Regions from separate parts of the Pan troglodytes genome. Here region 2 is linked to region 1. A link is a contact called in public HiChIP or PLAC-seq data. All regions are on one chromosome and are shown on one strand. Each heading gives the region's core, a stretch centred on a gene start, on an enhancer-like site or on the middle of the called end of the contact. The rest is flanking DNA. Distances are from core to core; before and after follow the strand shown.

Region 1 (7,609 bases), core at 2,269-4,768:
AGGGGCGCAGCCCACAGGCAACACGCTCCACACACGTGGCTCTCAGCCACACGGGGACTTACTTCCAGGTCAGCATGTTTGGTCACTACCTGGAAAGGCAACATGGTTCTAGCAACACTAAATCTATGCTGGGCTCTTCAGATCAGCACTTCAGAACCTGCGCCAAATCACTCTGAATCTTCTGCAGTCAAGGCCCATGGGAAATGGAAGTCTCTCCGAGTGTCTAAAGCAGACAGAATTCTGTGCACTCATCAGGACGGTGGGACTCAGGGGGGAAGGTAAGAAGCCAGGACTCAGGACCAGTGAAGCAACCCGAAGGCCAGCCACCGCAGGAAGCTGCTAGCCCCCAGGTGTGGGGGCCGAAGGTGCAAGTCCAGGTGCAGAAGCCAGGGTCCCAGGCAGGAAAAGAAATTACAGGGGTCCCCACTGGTGAGAAGCACAGCCCCAGGAGGCAGCTATGGCTTCTTCCTCGAATCTCCAGCTCAGACCTCTCGTGGTCCAAGGCCAGCTGGAAGGCACCTTGGAATGGCCTGCACAGGGCTGTCGGGCAGGACGGGCAAGGGAAGGGGATCTCAGGCCACACAGGCCAGAACCACACACACCGCAGTAACAGACATGCTGCTGGGAACCAGCAAAACAGATCTGGACCCCAGACAGGGGAAGAAGGTGGGCGACCAAACTGAGAACCACCACCTTTGCTTAAGACCAAGGTATGAGCAGCCTGACTCAGTGGGAAGCCATCCGGTCGCCATTTTCAGTCCTTCTGTGAGTACTGGAAGGAAGGCACTCCTGAGCCTTGGCAGCATTACTTCCAGAACAGCCCGAGCACAGCTGCTCAGAAGGATGTTCATTTGCACACAAGACTTGGTTTAAGCTAAGCCAGCAAAAAAAGGCTGCACCGTGGGAGGTGGACAAGAAGCAAGTTCCAATCCCACCCCCACACCTGCTCTCGCCTTCGGACGGCTGCCCCTTGGTGTGGTCAATCACGTGCATCTGAGGGACGTCAGGAGCAAAGATCTGGACTTCAGCCCCTCCACGGCTCAGGTGCACCAGGATCCTGCACGGGGGAAAACCAGAGACAACTCTTCAAAACGTGCCCCACTCAGATTTGTGTTAACACATTTTTAAAAACAGGATTTTAGGTAAGTACCAGGAGCAAATTCCTAATGTATATTAATATCTTACTTGCTGTGCAAAAAGTTACGGTTGGTTCCATCCAAGCCAAATGTCCCCCACACCCCCATTCTAATTCACTGTCGGTTGGTGGGTTACGACTATGACAAACCCTCAGAAGTGGGCTATGGAGATCAGCTGGTCCCAACAGCTCCCTTTGCAAACTGGGGTATGGGGGCTGGGTGACTCCACTGAGGGCACAGCCTGGAGGCGTGCGGGTCCCCGGCTGCTGAGTGCTCTGCCTACACCCAGGGCCTGGCTGCCCTCCTCCAGTTGCTTGCTGCAAGCACCAAGAGTGAGAAGCAGCAGTGTGCTCAGAGTGCCACGTGCACAGACGGTGTGACGGGGCTTTCGGTCACTACTTAGTTCAATTTCTAGTCTCCCTCAACTTTCCCATCACAGATGGTGGGAGAGACACAAGAGACCCCAGGACAACACCACAGGCCAGGCAGCTCCATCTCCCCAAGGGCAAGGGCAACAGAAGCTCCTCCTGGGGACAACAGCTGACATTATGAGGGGTCACGCTGGCATCCGCAACTCCCAGTGCCAACAGGAAATAGGTGGCTAAGCCCACCCACACACTAAGCCCTCACTGCCCCTTACGTGGAGGAGGAAACCGAGGCATGAAGTGCAGTGACTTGCCAGAGGGAGAGGTCAGCACCTGGCCCTGGCACTTGGGTTCCGCTACCCATAAGAAATCCACCCAGACACCCCAGACACAAGACCCTGCCGTTCTGCCTGGGAGGGCTCAAGCTATTCTGGGGCTATTTTCTATCCCACCAAGGCCAAATCATGAAACACATCCTGGCCCTTTCCCCCAGCTCACTCTGTCTAGTGCCAATTCCAACCGGCCAAGGTGGGCCACCCACAAAGCCACCAGCCTCAGGCCACTCTCCATGGCCTGACACCCCTTTCGCCACCACCTAGCTCTCCCCTCTCCAGTTCACCCTGAACCACATGGGAACTACAGGTACCTGGCACGCGTGGTGGCCTCCTGCCCTACTGGTTCGGCCTGCAGTCATTTCCAGTAACACAGGAAATCAGGCCACCAAGCACTCAGCAACAGCTGACCAGTTACATAAACAGTAACCTGTCTAGGACCCAGAAATACCACGCAACTGTTAAAATGATGTTGAGAACTGAATGAATGGGAATTACTTCCCATGCGTCAGAAACATTTGCAAAACACGGGTGAGTGTGATCTCAGTGTTTTCAAAATGTGTGTGTCCTGAAAAACACTCAAATGAAATGCTAAGTCATTTCTAGGCTCTAGATGACAGTATAAGCGACACTTAAAAACTGTTCTTCCTTAGCGTCTCCCTGGGTTTTGCGAGTCGTTTTTGCTTTTTTTTAGCCAAGGATAGGGTATTTAAAATACAAGCTCTCTCGGCCGGGTGCAGTGGCTCATGCCTGTAATCCCAGCACTTTGGGAGGCCAAAGCGGGAGGATCACTTGAGGTCAGGAGTTTGAGACCAGCCTGGCCAACATGGTGAAACTCCGTATCTACTAAAAATACACAAATTAGTTGGGTGTGGTGGTGCATGCTTGCAGTCCCAGCTACTCGGAAGGCTGAGGCAGGAGAATCGCTTGAACCCAGGAGGCGGAGGCCGCAGTGAGCCAAGGTCGCGCCATTGCACTCCAGACTGGGCGCTGTCTCAAAAGACAAAAAGTAAAAATAAAATAAAATACATGCTTTCTCTAAGCTGTTCAAAAAAGAGTAAACTTCACTGGTGGAGAGGCCTTCTCGAGGCCCCCGGGGTGGAGGACCAGCTGCCCCTGAGGACTTACGCCGAGGCCTCGTGGATCTCGGTCCCATCGTAGACTCCGCATCCAGACAGCACCTGCGAGAGGAGCGGGAGCTGACCCGGGGGAAAGGGGCCGACCTGGGCGGCGGGAGTTGACTGGGGGGAAAGGGGCCGACCTGGGCCGCGGGAGCTGACCCGGGAAAATGGGGCCGACCTGGGCCGCAGGAGGTGACTCGGGGTGAAGGAGCCGACGTGGGGCGGCGGGAGCGGACCTAGGAAGAGGGGCCGACCTTGGGCAGAGAACAGCGAAGGCTGATCTCTGGAGGCGGGAGCTGACCTCACCCCCTCCGTCCACTCACCAGCGCGACCCTGGCCGCGGGGCGCGGCACGGAGAGGTGAAGGGCTGCGCGCTGGGAAGGCGTCCGACCGCCGGGGGACAGGGACGTGAATGCAGATGCCGCAGCGAGCCTCGAGGCCACCAGGGCCCTCACAGCCGCCATTGCGGTGAGGACAGCGGGGTCGGAAGGTCACGCAGGCACAGAGCGTGCGCACCCACCCGTCTACAAACGCGTTGCTCGTCGGGACCGCGCCTGCGCAGCCTTCGGGGCGGAGCCAAGACCCGCCCCCGTCTCAGCCCTATCCAGTGAGTGCGCCGGTGGGCGGGCCCGCGCCTGCGCAGAGCCTCCGAATAGAGTTCCGGGAACCCTGTCTTCCTTCCGGTGGTGGCTGAGGGCTCGTGCTCGAGGCTGAGGGATGCTGGTGACTCCCGGGGCCCCCAGCCCCGCCCCCATCGGACGCCTCCACAGGCGGCGCACCCTTTCCGCCATCCGCAGAGCAGTCTTGCCTCGGGGCGGCTCAGTCCGGCGCTTCTTACCTTACCTCCGTCTCATCCTTAACTCACCACGAGCATCCAGGGTCCACATCCTCCTAAATGGCCACTCGTCTTAATCTCGGCGTCAGGACCCACGCGGGGTCAGGACTACCCCTCCGCTTCCATGACTGTCTCCTCGCGGCTCCGGCTCCCACGGAGCGACCCCTCCGGGTTTTACTGACCCCGGGATGTTCTATCCTGGAAACTGCAGTTCCACCCAGGGGCTTGATCTGGGTTAGTCTGGGGGCAAGTGAGCCGCCGATTCTGTTTGGGTTTTTTTTTTTTTTGAGGCGGAGTTTCCCTCTTGTTGCCCGGGCTGGAGTGCAATGGCGCGAAGTCGGCTCAACGCAACCTCCGCCTCCCAGGTTCAAGCGACTCTCCTGCCTCAGCCTCCCGAGTAGCTGGGACTACAGGCATGCGCCACCACGCCAGGATAATTTTGTATTTTTAGTAGAGACGGGGTTTCTCCATGTTGGTCTGGCTGGTCTTGAACTCCCGAGCTCAGGTGATCTGCCCGCCTCGGACTCCCAAAGTGCTGGGATTACAGGCGTGAGCCACCATTCCCGGGCGCTGTTTGGGTTTGTTTTTTTGTTTTTGTTTTTTACGTTCACAGCATGGACGGTCAGTGTGAAGATCCCAGCTGCTCGGGTCCTAGCTGGAATTCTTCCATTAAAAAAATCTATTTGTTATGCATGGGTTAGTTCACAGAGGAATAGCTGGATAAGTGCTGGCTTTTTCCCCGATTTACCCATTTTCAACCTAATAATTCAGGTTTTTGAAATAATGTGAATGGTTACTGCTGGCGGATGTTCACAGGGACACACTGGATTCTACAGACACATCTGATGATCTAGCCACGGCTGTCACTTTCCCCACTGCCGCGTTGTCCATCACTAGGACTTTACTGCCAATCCTCGCAAGATAGTGGGGAACTAGAATAACAGACATGGGACATTACCAGTTACAACCAAAGACAAGCTTGGCACATTTGACTGTCCTCGTTCCTGCTCCTCCGTGCCTGGCCCTCTTCAGGCTTCTCAGCTCCTGGGGAGCGGCCAGCCAGGGAGCATCAGCTGGTGGGAGCGATGGGGTTGTGGGATGGCACAAAAAAACACCAAGCGCCACTCAGAAAGGAAATGCCGAATGCAGACTCTCACTCAGTCGGTGTGGGGGCCAGGACCCTGTCTCTACCAAGTGTGCGGGAGCTGCCCCTGGCCAGGAGCTCCCAGACCCCACTGCAGAGCTGCAGCTCCAGTTGTCCCAGGGGCGACTACTCAGGTGTCCATCGCCATGCACATGTGACAAAGAAAAGGGTGAGGCGAGGAGGGGGAACGCTGGAAATTGTTTCACGGAAAAGGGCGAGGCAAGGGAGGGGAACACTGGAACTTGTGCTTTGGGTAGGCGATAGCTAAGGATTCTCTCTAGTCTGGGTCATGGAGATTGTGCAGCCACAGAACACCTGGTGGCATCAGGGCCTGAGCTCCTCCCTTCTACAAAGACCTCTGGTCTGCAGGCCTCCAGGTACAGTGCTGTGGGCCACAAGGCACTGCCTGTCGTATTCATCTCCACTCTCTAGTACATTTGGCCTCACACCACCCCTGGGAGGCCGGCAGGCAGATATCAGCTCCACTTCCCAGATAAGCAAGGGAGCCAGGTACTACCCAGGGTCTTGTGGGCCACACCGCTGGCGAGGGACAGGCTGGGCCTGGCAGACAGCACTGGCAGTCGGTGAAGTGCCCACCTCAGTGTCAGCCTCAGGTCCTGACCCTGGAGGCTGCTGTTACTGAGCTGTGGGGACCAGGATGCCCTACCATGTTGGAGACCCAAGCCTCTCTCATGATGACTATTCCCAAGGGCACTGCAGAGGGGAGGAGCTGTCTCCTCCTCCGTGTGGCCCACACAGAGCTGGTGCAGGTCTGAGTGAGCTCACCAAGACAGGCCAATCCCAGCCCCAGACTCCAAAGCGTCCCCAAGAGGTCAGGGAGAGGCTCTGTGCCCCTGACCCCAAGGATATGCACAGGTCACAGGGCAGAGCCCCCGCTAGACAGCAGGAGCACCCCGCTCTGTCAGCCTGCTTCCCCAGGACGGAGGCCCTGGTGGGCAGGCAGGCAGGTCTTGAGCCCCCACAAGACACCAGGATACAACATAACCCTTTTTAATCTGAAGTGTAGACTTCATCCTCACGTTAGAAAACTCCATCTTTTTTTATCCCTAAGTTCTTTATCAAACCTTTATGTTAAAGATATAAATAAGTCTCATACAAAGTTCATGTGAATACCTCTGAGACGCATTTTCAACATTCATCACCGTTCACACGGCCCCGCTCCTGGGGCCAGGTGCCAGTGCGTGCCGGCCCCTGGCGTGACCCGTCGGCTTGCTGTCCTGATGGGCTACATGTGTGCACAGGAAAAGCAAGTCACTACCACTAGTGACAGTATTTCAGCTGTTCTCTGGACCCCTCCTCTTTGCTGGCCCATGTGGCACAAGGGTCCCATCTCCCTGGCAGGTCTTAGCCGGCACAATCCAACGCTGCAACCGGCTGGCTCTAGGCCAGCATCTCTTCTTCTGAGTCTCTGCCTCCTCCTCCAAGCAGATGCAGGCTGTCATCTTCAGATGCTTCTGCCTCCTCCTCACTTCCCAGCGGGTCTAGGGAGCGTTTTGTGCCCCGCTGCTTGGAAACTGCTAGTGCGTACTGCATGTTATAGTGGTTCCAGCTACAGCTGTCAATCACACAGGGATGGTCAATGCCAGCAACGCCCAGGCCCTGGCCTGTCCTGCACCCAACCACCTCCTCTGTGACCCCTGAGAAAAGCAGCAGGTGCTGGACATGCCGGTTCCTCCACCCCAGCAGCCATTTTTTTCCTCTTTTCCCTGCCCCAACAATCTGGTTCTGCCCCATCCAGCCCTGGGGCAGCAAAGGCCTTCAAGGACCCAAGGACCCAACTGTAACATCCCATCCCTTTGGGGTCATCCTGGCAGCTCAGCCCTTCCGCTGGGCCCAATCTAGATGGCTTCACCAGCAAGTTCCACCAAACACTTAGGAAGAGACCGCTGCAGAGCTATGTGGTGTTGTGGAGCGAGAGGGGAGGAAGGCACGCTCTGAATCAGTTAATTTTCTGAGTTAATGGAATAAAGCAGAAAAGTGATGCCACCATCACTTTACATAGGAAAGGAGAACTGAAAGATAAATGGATGAGAAAGGAAGGAAGCGCCCCATCGCATCTGCAGGTCACAGGACCCTCTATGCAGGACTCTTCCTGACAGCCAATGGCAACCCTACAGATTGGCAGTGAACGCCTAGACAGGAGGTCCAAGGAACAATGCGCTTACATGAACTCTAAAAACATCCCATAAGAGGGAATAAATCTAAAGGAGCTCAGCCGGGTATGGTGGCTCATACCTATAATCCCAGCACTTTGTTTGAGAGGCAGAGGCAGGCAGATCACCTGAGGTCAGGAGTTTAAGACCAGCCTGGCCAACAAGGTGAAACCCTGTCTCTACTAAAAATACAAAAATTAGCTGGGGGTGGTGGCGTGTGCCTGTAACCACAGCTACTTGGGAGGCTGAGGCAGGAGAATTGCTTGAACCTGGGAGGCAGAGGTTGCAATGTGCTGAGATCACGCCACTGCACTCCAGCCTAAGCAACAGAGCGAGACTTCATCTCAAAAAAAAAAAAAAAAAAAGAATTAAAAAATAAATAAATACATAAATAAGGGAGCTAGACAACCCTCCTCCCCTACAGAGCTCTGTGAAAAGTCCAGGACATCTCAGCCGAGGGAAGGCCTGGCACCAAAACTGTGGATCAGGGCACATCCCAGCC
Region 2 (7,609 bases), core at 1,662-4,161, 720 kb before region 1:
GAGGGATGCATCCTCTCCTCAGAGACCCCCTGGCTGACAGCTGTCTGAGCTGGCATCACTGTGACATGTTACCCTCCCTCTCCTGGGTTTCGTATGTAAAGAAAGGGTGGATTTTAGAGGCAGGTGAGCTTGGGTGTTAGTCTAGGACATCTCTCGTTTTCTGGTGTTTGAATGTAAGTCGGCTTTCCTTCTGCCATGGACAACTTACCTATCTGCTTTGAAACTGAACTGACGTTGATTTGGCTTTAAGAATTTCCCAGTATGCAATGGTGTAACAAAACCCAGGTTGAAAATGAGCTGTTTTAGCCCATCAGTTGAATGAACCCAAGGTGAAGAAAGATGGGCAGCTGTGGAGATGGAACACGTGATTCACTTGCACCAGGAAGAGTGCACGGATTAAGGCACAATACAGGATGGGGACATCTGCCAGATTCCCTAGGCAGCCTGGGGCGAAGCGGCTGCCAAAATCAATGAGGAAAGGGATGTGTCCCAGGCACCGTAGGTTAGATAAGAATAATGGCCAGGAGCATATGTGGATGTATTAGGGCAGCGCTGCTTGAACTTCCACCCACAACACCTCACAGCAGAACCAGCAGGATGTCCTGTCTTTCTAAAAAAGATTTGTAGAGATGGAGGTCTCACTATATTGCTGTATTAGTGCATCCTCACATTACTATAAAGAACTACCTGAGACTGGGTAATTTATAAAGAAAAGAGGTTTAATTGACTCATAGTTCTGTAGGCTGTACAGGAAGCACGGCTAGGGAGGCCTCAGGAAACTTATAATCATGGCAGAAGAGGAAGGGCATGGACACAAATCCAAACCATAAATCAGTTGCCCAAGCTGATCTCAGACTCCTGGCCTCAAGTGATCCTCGTGCCTCAGCCTCCCAAGTAGTTGGGATTACAGGCATGAGCCACGGTGCCCAGCAAAGGTATGTTCTTGAAGTTGTCTTTTTTCTGAGATTTATGCAAATGGTGCATTTGGAAAAATAGATCTGTTGGGATTACTATTTTCAACAAGATTACTTATGTGAAACTGACTCCAAGAATCTTTGGGTTAAATTGATGCTCCTGGAGGAGAGAGGCCCTATTTATCCTAGTATCTATGCCTGGGGTCCCAACTGGAACTTCTCCAGTTTTTGCACCGAAAGGTTCACATCCCAGGAACCCCCACTCCCAGGAAACTTGAGTTGTCATCTTAGCCATGCTGCAGGAGTGCCCAGCTGGAAACGCGTGATGTTCATGGGAAAACCCCACCGTATAACATGGGTTAAGCTGTGAGGTCCTTTTTATATTTCAGAACTTTAGTTGCTAAAGATAGAAAGCATTAATTTTATTCTGTACAGTTGGCCTCCCCAGGGTGTGCTGCCATGCAGTATTACACACTGGCTGCTCAGAATCCCTGGGACTCCACTGCCACTTGATCCAAGTTGAGAGTTCCACGAGTTAGCCAATTAAAATATAGGATGCCCAGCTAAACTGGAATTTCACATAAGGTACTGAACGATGTCCCTGAAATGTTGCAGAGAGCCTGGTTCTCTGAAGATAAGGTGTTGTAACAGTCCTGTTGAGGGGAGAGACTGCCATCTTGTTTCAGCAACTCATATTTCAAGTGACTTTTGTCACTTGAAGCTGAAGCTAATCCTGATAGAAGCTGTAAACCACATTTCTGAAAAATAATAATTGGAAAACATACAGTGTTCTGCAGTAAGATGTCTGAAAAAGATTGATAAAATTATGAAAACATCAAGCATATGTTACAGTGAACATCACAGCATTGACAGTAATGCTTTATTGCCCACATCTCCCATAACTGGAAAAGGGGAGCTGCTCTCCTTTAGGAGCACTGGACAGACTGCCTTGGGGTGTGGGGTGCTGTCTGATTAGAGAGAGAGCAGCTCTTGAATGGGGGAGGAAGCACCTCCACTGTGACTTTTTGCACATTGCATTTGCACAAATTACTCTCTGAAACAGTCTCAAAGGACCATGTCATTTTTATAAAGCACTGTGGTCATTTGAAAAGATGGAGGTAGACTGAAATTTTGAATTTTGGGGAATTTTCCTACACTATGCATACTTGTGAAGTTTGTATTGTTAAATTTCATTTGATTTGACAAATCCGTGTTAAGAGTATACGGTGTCCAGGTACAGAGGCTGCCCCAGAAACAAGACAGAAGTAGGCAGGGACCCATGGCTCTCATGGAACACGCTTTTGGTTAGAGGCAACAGATAAGGGTAATACATTTATAGCATGCTAGTAAGTTCTATAGTACGGTGTGTTGAGTAGGTGTTGCAGAGAAAAAGGTATGCGGTGAAGGCCGGGTGGTGATGGCCTAGGCCACACTGAAGAGGCAACATTTGAGCAAAGACTGAAAGAGGGTGGGAAGAGTCGGGGACAAGAGCCGCCAGAAAGTGTTTCCGGGGAGGGAAGAGTCAGGGACTCTGAACCAGGCCAGGGCAGCTGGAGTGGAGTGAGAGGGAGGGAGGGTCAGGGAGTATGGCGGGGTGACCGGAGGCAGAGCAAAGCACTGCAGGACTTCAGCTTTACTGAGTGAAATGGGCGGAGCAGCGTGTGAATGTGATCAGACTTCTTTTAAAGGGATCATCTGCAATGCTGGGAAGGAAAAGACAAATGATAGATTATTGCAACAAACAGCCAGGCAAGAGATGCAAACTTTTTTTTGCAAAGGTGTGTGTGTATATACATCCTTGCACCGGACAGCCACGAAGCACTTACTGTGCTGTGAAGTCAGTAAGCATGTGGGTTAAAATCGCTCACCTCACAGCGGGTCAATCGGGAAAGCACACCCACTCACTACAGCCATTATGGGAAAAAGGGCTCGCTCCTTACAGGATCCTCAACTGTGGAGAGGCCGGGAGCCCACGCGGGGCGCTGGGGAGTCTCTCAGCACCCCAGGGGTTCGGGCAGGGACCTGAGCCGCGCCCTCCCTCCCGGGGGTGCCCTGGGGTCGAGGCTGCTCGGCAGAGCCGGCGGTCAGTTCGAGCCGCGGGCCCGAACAGGGCTCTCCCCGCGGCTCTCTCCCTCGGAGTAGAAGGTGCTGGACCCGAACTCCAGCGGAGCCGCACAACACGTGGAGGAAAAGCGCCAGGACAGCTAACCTTCCCACCTTTTCAAACCTGAAACCCGGCCGGCTGGGGACGGTTGGAATGTTCAGTGCGTACCCGCACCTCAGGCCCCTTGTCTCCAGCCCCAGACCGCCCCGCGACCATCCTCCCCACCCCCCGACCTCTTATCTCGTCCCCGCCCTGTCTCCCCAACCTCCATCCTCCCCTCCACAACCCCCGTCCTCCCGCCCTTCGGCCACGCGCGGCTGGCACAGAACAGGCAGTTAGCGCACACACACTAGAACAGGCGCCACCGTTCAGGAAGTCTCTACAAGACCAGGACCCTGAGGCCTCTGGAAGTGCCGGGACCGAACCAACCCCGCAGAGCGACTAAGGCGAGGGCAGGAGCCAAGAGAACCGTAGCCGCGGTCGCGGGTTGAGCTCCCACCACCCGGACAGCGCGCCTCGGCGATCGCGCACGCGCCACGCCCCGGAAGAGTTCCTGGGCCCGCGACGGTGGCCCGGAAGCAGTCCCCGGTGTCGGGGCAGGAGGAACGCGCGCGGCTGAGGCGAGGTCGCTCGGCGCAGCTGTTGCGGGGCCATGGCGGGGACGGCGCTCAAGAGGCTGATGGCCGAGTACAAACGTGAGTCTGGGGACCCGGGCCGTCAGCAGCGTCCCGCGTTCCTGCTCCCGGGCCCGCGTCGTCCGGCGGGGCTGGGGCAGGGAGCCTGGCGGGGGAGCCGGGCCCGGGGCCTCCACCGCGAGCCCCGCTGTGGGTCCCGCGGAGTGCCGCGCTCTGCGCCCGCTGCCCACTCTCACGCGTGAAGTCGTGAAGAGAAGCCTTCCCAGCATCGGTAAAGGCAGCGCCGGCGCCGTGTTAGTTGAGAGCACACACAGTTGAGTCTTTGCGGGCTTGTTTTTTTCTCTTCTATTTTTTCTTTTCTTGGCAGCCTTGAGAACGTGCAGTGAGAGCTTGAGGAAGAAGGCCTGACTTGCTGCTGCGGAATTAGGAGGGAAAAGTGTATGCGTTAAAAGGGGAAAGGCTCGTTGGTGGAGCTTTGAAAGGTCAGATTTTGGCTTTCCCTCTAATGAAGGAAAAGGGTTTTTGAACAGTGCCACCTGTCACTCCTCCTGGGTAGTGTTGAGAAAACCTCTTGAGTGCTTTCCTACCCGGTAAATTAGATATTTCTAATGTCTGAGGAGAGCGAAGGGAGGAATGAGAACCTAGGAACACTCGGCATTCCATCGTTTTACACCGAATGCCCGCTTGGAAGAACTGCTGCGAGAAGTCTTGGAATGCCATTGTGTTGAAAGCGCCAGGAACCTGAGTCGCCGATGGAGACAAGATAGTAGCCGGCTAAGAGCAGGGCCTGAGTTCAGACCCGGCCTCTCTGCTTGTTAGCTCCTTGACCTTGTTCCTCTCTCTGTCTCTGCAGTTTCCTTGTCTTAAAAGGTTAAACTTGATACTGCAGGTGAAGTGCTTAGCAAAATACCTGATGTGTAACTCTTAATAAAGTTAGCCGCTGCTTTTGTAATTAGATTGAGGATAATTTTGGAAGAAAGTTAAGCTAAAAGAATGAATGTGAGAAAAAAATAAGTGGTGAATATACATGTAGCTTGATTTCGTAAAACTATTGGTGACACCGCCCAGTGAGAGTTGATATTTGGCTTAAGCAGACCAAAACGTTGCAAATACAGGCTCACTCACGTATGGTCATTCTTCCCTTGGTATCTGGAGGGGATTGGTTCCAGGCCCCGCTGCAGATACCAGAATCCTCGGATGCTCAAGTCCCTACTATAAGGTGGCGTGGTATTTGCATTTAATGTATGCATAGCCTCTCATAACTTTTAAATCATCTCAAGGTTACTTATAGTACCTAATGCAATGTAAATGCTGCGCAAATAGTTACACTGATTTTTTTTTACTTGTATTTTTAAATCGTCATTTTTTATTGTTATTTTTTTCAAATATTTTGTATTCCTGGTTGGTCGAATCCATGGATATGCAGCCGCAGATACACAGGGCCTCCTGTAAACGTTCAAATAACGCTCGCCACCTAGTGTCTGCTAAAGCAGAACATAAAGGCACACCTCACTTTCCCGCGCGCTTTGCTTTATTGAGCTTCACTTCGCAGATCTTGCATTTTTTACAAGTTTACAAGTTTTTTACAAGCAACCCTGCATGGAAGCAAGTCTGTTGGCACCATTTTTGCTCGCTTCGTGTCTCTCTGTTACATTTTAATCTATTACTGTGATCTATGATCAGTAATCTTTGATGTTACTATTGTAATTATTTTGGGGCATCACAAACTATGCCCATAAAAGATGGTAGTCCTAATAAATGTTGTGTGTGCTTCACTGACTGGCTGTTTCCCCATCTCTCTCCCGGCCTCTCTCTTCCCTGAGACAAAACAACATTGAAATTAGGCCAATAGTAACTGTACAGTGGGCTCAAGTGTTGAAGTGAAGAGTTGCACTCTACCCACTTCAAATCAAAAGCTAGAAATGATTAAGTTTAGTGAGGAAGGAATGTTGAAAGTCAAGATGGGCTGAAAGCTGGGTCTCTTGTTAGCCAAGTTGTGAATGCAAAGGAAAAGTTCTTAGAGGAAATTAGAAGTGCTGCTCCGTTGAACACAATGAATGATAAAGTGAAAAAGCCTTATTTCTGATATGGAGAAAGTTTTAGTGGTTTGGATAGAAGATCAAACCAGCCATAACATTCCTTTAAGCCAAAGCCTAATCCAGAGCAAGGTCCTAACTCTTCAGTTTTATGAAGGCTGAGAGCAGTGAGGAAGCTGCAGAAGAAAAATTGGGAGCTAACAGAGGTTGGTTCATGAGATTGAAGTAAATAACCTGTCTCCATAACATAAAAGCATAAGGTGGAGCAGCAAGGTCTCCAGAAGATCTAGCTAAGATCAAGATGAAAGTGGCTCCTAAATTAAGCAATAGATTTACAAGGTACGTAAAATAGCCTTCTACAGTATTGGGAGGAGATGCCATATACAACGTAAACAGCTAGAGAGAAGTCAATGACTGGCTTCAAAGGACAGGGCGACTCTTGTTAGGGGCTAATGTCGGTCACTTTAAGTTGACTGAGTTGAAGCCAGTGCTCATTTATCATTCAGAAAATCTTAGGGCCCTTAAAAATTATGCTAAATCTACTCTGAGCTCTAGAGATGGAAAAACAACCTGGATGACAGCACATCTGTGTACAGCATGGTTTACTGAATATAAGCCCACTGTTGAGACCTACTGCTCAGAAAAAAAGATTATTTTCAAAATATTATTCCTGACAGTGCACCTGGTCACTCAAGAGCTCTGATGGAGAGGTGTAAGGAGATAAATGTTTTTGTGCCTGCTAACACAACACCAATTCTGCAGCCCATGGATGCTCCCGGATGGGAGCACTTTTGACTTATTTAAGAAATACATTTCATAAGGCCATAGCTGCCATGAAAAGTGATTTCTTTGATGGATCTGGGCAAAGAAAATCAAAAGTCTTCTGGAAAGGATTTATCATTCTAGATGGCATTAAGAACATCTGTGATTCGTGGGAGGTCACCATATCAACAACAGGCGTTTGAAAAAGTTGATTTCAACGCTCATGGATGACTTTAAGGGGAGGAAGCAACTGCAGGTGTGGTAGAAATGGCAAGGGAACTGGAATTAGAGGTGGAGCCTGAAGATGTCACTCAGTTGCTACAATCTCATGATCAAACTTGAACAGATGGGGAGTTGAGTCTTACAGATGAGCAAAGAAGTGATTCTTGAGATGGAATCTACTCCTGGTGAAAATGCTGTGAACATTGTTGAAATGACAAAAGATTGAGACTATTCCATAAATTTAGTTGATAAAGCAGCCGCAGGGTTTGAGGGTATTGACTCCAGTTTTGACTGAAGTTCCACTGTGGGTAAAATGCTGTCAAACAACATCACAGACTACAGAGCAATCTTTTGTGAAAGTAAGAGTCAGTCCCTGTGGCAAACTTAATTGTTGTCTTATTTTCAGAAACTACCACAGCCACTCCTGCCTTCAGCAACTACCACCCTGATCAGTCAGCAGTCATCAATATCCGGGCAAGACTGCACCGGCAAAAAGATTATGACCTGCTGAAGGCTCATATGATTGTTAGCATGTTTTAGCAATAAAAATTAAGCATATTTTGGCAAATAATATTTATTTATTTATTTATTTATTTTTTGAGACAGGGTCTTGCTCTGTCACCCAGGTTGGAGTGCAGTGGCACAACCACAGCTCATTGCAAGCCTTGACCTGGGCTCAAGCTATCCTTTCACTTAATCCTCCTGAGTAGCTGAGACTACAGGCATGTGCCCCTACACCTGGCTGATTTTTCTGTCTTCATCTTGACCACCCTCTGTGTTGTCAGGGTTTGGCAAAAGTGACTCCATTTTGATTCTGACAACGTTCATACTCGAACAGAGGGTTGGATGTGGGGGACTATTACTTCTGTGTCCTCATGGGAAACCTGGCTGGTGGGTCAGATGTGTGAACACCTACCATTTCTTGGTATCCTGGTT

Evidence for each region. HiChIP or PLAC-seq counts read pairs in DNA pulled down with a chosen protein or histone mark.
Region 2: a contact with region 1 is called in an H3K4me3 HiChIP or PLAC-seq map of stem cell-derived excitatory neurons, with 3 times the contacts expected there. The contact joins the promoter of UBE2G2 here to the promoter of GATD3 in region 1. A contact is called at or near these places in 1 of 7 Hi-C or Micro-C datasets (stem cell-derived neural progenitor cells) and 1 of 1 datasets of contacts at active chromatin or transcription factors (stem cell-derived excitatory neurons).

Annotation. Positions count from the first base shown.
Region 1 is chr22:44,726,461-44,734,069 of NHGRI_mPanTro3-v2.0_pri, reverse strand. GATD3 (glutamine amidotransferase class 1 domain containing 3) reads right to left here and starts at 3,518. Exons shown (of 6, transcript XM_054675320.2): 1 at 3,278-3,518; 2 at 2,962-3,014; 3 at 944-1,057. The coding sequence starts at 3,418. It overlaps PWP2 (PWP2 small subunit processome component), which reads right to left. Exons shown (of 21, transcript XM_531577.8): 21 at 5,929-6,509. The coding sequence ends at 6,335.
Region 2 is chr22:45,442,195-45,449,803 of NHGRI_mPanTro3-v2.0_pri, reverse strand. It overlaps UBE2G2 (ubiquitin conjugating enzyme E2 G2), which reads left to right and starts at 2,911. Exons shown (of 6, transcript XM_531493.8): 1 at 2,911-3,713. The coding sequence starts at 3,671.